Regions from separate parts of the Mus musculus genome. Here region 1 is linked to region 2. The links are chromatin contacts, called in public HiCAR-type maps. All regions are on one chromosome and are shown on one strand. The core of a region is the stretch at or near the end of the contact, and the rest is flanking DNA. Distances in the headings are between cores, read along the strand shown.

Region 1 (2,700 bases), core at 144-2,643, 990 kb before region 2:
AGTTGTCCAAATATCAGGTATATTCTATTGCTGTTACCTCCTAAAAGCAGGCAAGGGTGAAAACTAGTTTTAACAACAGAAAAGGGCACAAATGAAACGGAGGAGATAACATTTATTTGACATATAGCTAGGTATTTCCCACTTACTCATCTCAAAAACTGTGAACATGAAAATACCCTGAATAAGTCATCAACTCCAGTAAGAGGAGCCGATCCCCTTCATGAAGAGATTTGAACAATCCAAGCATTGCGAGTCTAGCAAAGGAAAGGCACAAGTGATGTAAAGAATCACTCTGCAAAGAATCTTTGTGTGGAACTGGGGGGAGGGGGTCTTGGGTCACCTAGGCAACGCATCAATCTAACACATAACTTAGACCAGGCAAGATACCGGGCTTGATTAAGGTCATCTTTATTTATAAGGAGGATCTGGATCAAACTGATCAAGGCAACCACAAACCACTATGCCGGCAACTATTCTGTGAAATTTAACGACTCGGTTTTTAACTCCAAGCCGCTAAGTTACTAAGCATAGTCTACAGGCACTTTTACTTGAATTATTTTAAAGAAACGACCCAGTCTCAAAACAATAACTGGGAAATTTCTATGTTAAAACTACATAAATAAAATACATAAATAAAATTTAAAAGCTCAAGGCAAGAGCAGTCGGAGTCTGCACATTTTCCCATTATCATCATAAAAGATCCCAGACGCCAGGGCAAGCAATCCCCGCGGAGGTGATTTCTTTAGATAAGACCTGTGCTCGCTCACTAGCCCGCTCGCCCGCTCTCCCGGGGCTCCGCGACCTCCGCGCCCCGCGGCGAGCAGACGACTGAGGATGAGTGTGCAGAACGCGCCGCCGGGGCCGGTTCCGAGCTCCCCGGGCCGGCGGGACCGTTACCAGGGCGCCCCTCCCCCACGGCGCGCGGCCGGAGGAGAACGGAGCCTGCGGGGCCCGGCTCGCCGCGCACACAAAGCCGGGGGTCCGCGCGAGGTGGGGAGGCCGCGCGCCGCCGCAGGCCGCGGGAGAAGCCGAGCCCAGCCCAGCCCAGCCCAACCCAGCCCAGCCGAGCCGAGCCGAAACGAGCCGAGCCGAGCCGAGCCGGTTCGACAAGGGGGACCCGAGGCCACCGCGTCCCCGACCCTACCTGACTCCAGGTGATGAACTCGTTGGTGTGGGTTTCCTCCACAAGCGTCCACAGCTTGCTGAGGAAAGCCGGCACGTTGGAACTCTGCTTCATTGTTAGCCCGGTGCAGGGATTCCAAATTCTACTACCGAACGCGGAGGTCGCAGCGGCGGCGGCGGCGGCGGCGGCGGCAGCAGCGGCGGTGGCAGCAGCTGCTGCTCCGGGGAACGCACACCACGCAGGCGCGGCGGATCTCGGGCTCCGCCCCCTCGGCGCCGCGGGGCGCGCGGTGAAGGCGGAGAGACCCCGCGGCCGCACGTGATGGACAAGGCTTCGCGCTCCACCCCTGCGCTCTACTCCCGCGCCCGGTCTCAGCGAGTCCAATCCAAGGCTTCGGATGCACTACAGAGCAAAGCGATTGGCTGCTGCCGCGAGGAGGGGTGGGCCCAAGAGTGGTTCAGCCTTCTCTGTTACCTTTTAGGCAGGGTACTCTCTTAGGGAATGATATTGGGTCCAGGGAAACCTTGTTTAGTGGATTCGCATGGAAAGGGTTTGGGTGCACCGGCTGTGGCTGGCAGAGTGCAGAGAAGCCCAAGGGCAGTTGACTCATAAGTTTGACCGGCGAAGAGTAATTTGCTCCAATCTAAAGGAAGGAATACATCACATGGGGCAGTGAGCTGCTTGTGAGCAGATGTGCTAGGCCCCTGGTTGAAACTATCTTAAAGACAATGAGCTTTTCTATACATTTTTCATGGGGAGAAAAATAGCTCATTTAAGGACAGTTTTATCAAAACCTGAAGCATGAATAATAGTTCCCTATTTGTGAAGTACTTGCTATTGTGTGTGTGTGTGTGTGTGTGTGTGTGTGTGTGTGTGTGTACTATTAGGAGCCAGCATCTGTTAAGAGCATCTTATATGCTTTTCTCAACTCAGCAAGCATCAGGTGCCTGTCATAAGCCCAGTTCAAAAGCAACGAGTCTAGTTTTAGAGTATCTGAGTCAAAATGATTGTTCTGCATGTACCTCACAGGGGTTTCCTCAGGCAAAATGTGATTCGGAACAGCTTCTTGAGCGAAATTTCCCATTTCTTCATTGACAATAAGACTTTCTACCCGTGAAGAGTAGCTATAATAACGTGGATCTCTGAAAAAAAGATTTTTTAAAAAACTTTTTTTGTTGTTGTTTTGTTTTGTTTGTTACTTAATAGCTGATCATAGTGTCTGGAATCTGTAAGTCAAGCACTCTGGAGGCTGAGGTAGAACTGTGGAGCAGTGGAGGTCAACCTGGGTTAAATAGTGAGCTCCAGGTATCCTGGGCTAATGGCAAGAAATATAGATAGATAGATAGATAGATAGATAGATAGATAGATAGATAGACAGACAGACAACTTTTTCAGTAAGCATATACTGAACACAGTCATACAGCACTGTTTGGATATATGATGGGGATATATGATGGGGTAACTGTGATTTTAAAAAAAAAGACTAATATTTGATGAGGTCTTATGTGACAAGGGCTTTGCATGTCTTATCCTATTTAATCCTCACAGCAACCCAAAGAGGAAGCTTCAAAGGGTCT
Region 2 (2,700 bases), core at 16-2,515:
ATGTTGCAAGTGTTTATTCAGTAGAGACAGAGGAATGTATCCTAATTAAGAAATTTAAAAAAAAAGAGTAAATATGTCCAAAGTGGTGATGATAAACAAATTTCCCATCATAATCTTGTCATGATTGAGATATAGGAAATTAAATACCAGCTACATGGGGTGCTGAGACAGGAGGATCACCAAGTCCAAAGGTTTCTTTCACTACAGAGTAAGTTCATTGGCATTCTGAACAACTTAGTGGGATTCAAAAGGAGAGCTGGTCATGCAGTTAGAGACAGAGTGCTTGCTTAATATGCAGAGGATCACAGTACATCTGATTCCCAATGCTGCAGAAGAAAGAGAAGGAGGGAGGGAAGGGGCTTTAAAAGAAAAAAAAAATAAAGATGTTTAAAGGAAACATTTTGAACAGTGGTCAGTAGCAGAGCTTGCTGGCTCACACCTACACTTCCAGCACTTGGGAAATTGAGTCACAAGGAACACAAGCTGAGGACACCCGAGGAAAGACCCTGTCAGACAGCAGCCAAAAAAGAGAGAGAGGCTGCCACTGCTGGGGCAGAATAAGCATCCTAGTTATTATAGGAAATACTTCTCTTGAATAACATAGGAAGAAATACTTGATGCACAGTGATATAAAGGATGAGAAAAGTAACACTGTGTTCTAAATTCATTTAAAGAAACGTAAACACAGACTTCTTGCAGGGTAAATATAACACATTTCTAGGGCACAGGGAAAGTTTAACTAACATAGCAATTTAATTCACTTTTCCCTCTCAAATGTTATAATTTTCAGCAGTTAAAAGCACCAAAAAAAAAAAAAAAAAAAAAACCTTCTCTATTTTTGGTGTTAGTATTTCATATGAAAACATTTCTATGCTCCAGGGAGACATTTGGATCCAATACCACAGTCACCTGCAAATTCTAAGTATGAAGAAACAAAGGGAAATATTTCTGGCTCTAAAGCAGTTAGGTCCCCATGAGAATCTACAACAATCCCCAGAATTCCTGACAGCTCTTGCTAATGGAAGCATGGGGTGATGTCTGCCTAGCTGTTTGCCACAAACGACTCATTTCATTGAGAACCAGACAGTTCCTGTGAATTTTGCAATGTGCCCTCATTCACTGATTTTAGCAATTATTACAAAAGCAGGCTTCATTTGAACATATTAGAAGCAGTTTGGCATTTTGGGTGGAGCAGATTTTAAGGGAAACAGTGAGGTTATCTACTCCATGACACACTAGACTGGCCACTCCCAAGTAATTCCAGCCTTCAGAACGGTCAGATTTCCAGCTACAGTGAGTGAATATACTTTGCGGATGTGTTATTCACAGCTATGACTGTTCATTTTTTTAATTGATTAATTAATTTTAAAAATCACCAATGTAACAAACCTAGTCATATTTTTCCAGGATTGTTTTTAAAGGTTGCATAATTCTTTTAAGCTACACATGAGGGGAAAACCATTTATAGAATGATAGTAGAAAGATATATGGTTTTAGGAACATTATGAAAAAGATGGACAAATGTTCAACTTATTTTCCATTTATATTTTTGCCAAGTTGGTCTTCATTTTTTGGTTAACAAAAATGTATGTGTTCTTTGTATATGTCATCTTATCATATATGTATGTAATATATGTGTTATATATGTACATGTCATATGTGTATGTTGGATATATGTTATATCTACATATATATGCAGTAGTAGGTGGCTAAATCAAGTTAACATTATGCATATAATATATGCATAATGCATATAATGTGTACTTAATGCACATACAGTGTGCATAATACATATAACCTATGCATTATTTTATACTCATATCACTTTTTGTGGTGATGAGGCTACTTAAAATCTACTTACTTGGCAATTTTGTTTATAACAATACATTTATAACAACTATCATCTATTGTTCCAATTTAAATGGGACGTGGAAATTAAAATTTGCTTTTGAGGAAGTATAGAAGGGTATACTGTCCATGTCAGCTCCCAGGCTCAGCTCTGTGTGTGTGTGTGTGTGTGTGTGTGTGTGTGTGTGTGTGTGCCCGCTCGTGTGCGTCTGTGTCTGTGTCTGTGTGTGTGTCTGTGTCTGTGTCTGTGTGTGTGTCTGTGGTACCCATCACCAGGAAAGGTTTCTTTTTTTTTTTTTTTTTTGATTCATTTAAAAATTTATTGAGAGCAGCTAAGGATACATAGGTTAAAACATGGTCAAAGAAATGAGGCATATGCACAAGTGGTAGAGAAGTAAAGTTCTGCATCACAAGAGTAAAAGAAAAGTGCTTTAGGAAAAACAAGATTGCTTCCAGCCTGCAAGGGGGGATGGATGGCCAATCAGGAAAGGGGATTGAGATGTCTGGATTGTTGATGGTACTATATTTGTTTCTCCTTTTCCTCTTTCCCCATCTTTGGGCTTAATTTACCAGTAGTGCCCAGGAATGTTCAATGCGCTTTTTCTATACTTGCTTGCATTTTTGCCTTAATGTCTTCTACACAACTAGGTCCTTTTGGTGTTTTAGGAGTCTTTTCCTGTTTTTTGAAGGACTCTTGACCCTTTGATCTAGGTGTTGACGGTTTTAAGTCTTTTCCATTTAGGTTTGATTTTTGTGCATTTTTGGCTGGGGTATCTCGTACAGATTTCTTCACTGGGACCTTTTCTTCAGTTTCCTCTTCATCAAAATCATCTTCTTCTTCTTCTTCATCAT

What was found. HiCAR-type assays count read pairs that join an accessible place to other places.
Region 1: a HiCAR-type map of fibro-adipogenic progenitors shows a contact between it and region 2, with 5 times the contacts expected there. The contact joins the promoter of 4930467K11Rik here to the enhancer-like site in region 2. A contact is called at or near these places in 1 of 39 promoter capture datasets (hippocampal neurons), 1 of 115 datasets of contacts at active chromatin or transcription factors (fibro-adipogenic progenitors) and 1 of 9 other capture datasets (adipose tissue).

The regions. Positions count from the first base shown.
Region 1 is chr10:57,485,046-57,487,745 of GRCm38.p6, reverse strand. It overlaps 4930467K11Rik (RIKEN cDNA 4930467K11 gene), which reads left to right and starts at 1,393. Exons shown (of 4, transcript NR_045353.1): 1 at 1,393-1,563; 2 at 2,672-2,700. Hsf2 (heat shock factor 2) reads right to left here and starts at 1,361. Exons shown (of 12, transcript NM_008297.3): 1 at 1,145-1,361. The coding sequence starts at 1,237.
Region 2 is chr10:56,497,841-56,500,540 of GRCm38.p6, reverse strand. It overlaps the pseudogene Gm9118. Among named protein-coding and RNA genes, the nearest start is that of Gm36595, 67 kb to the right of the region's middle. Within about 2 kb of position 1,265, at least 8 of the 459 cell types and tissues checked have an H3K27ac peak or open chromatin away from gene starts, as enhancers often do. A contact at or near this core is called in adipose tissue and fibro-adipogenic progenitors, where this site is marked.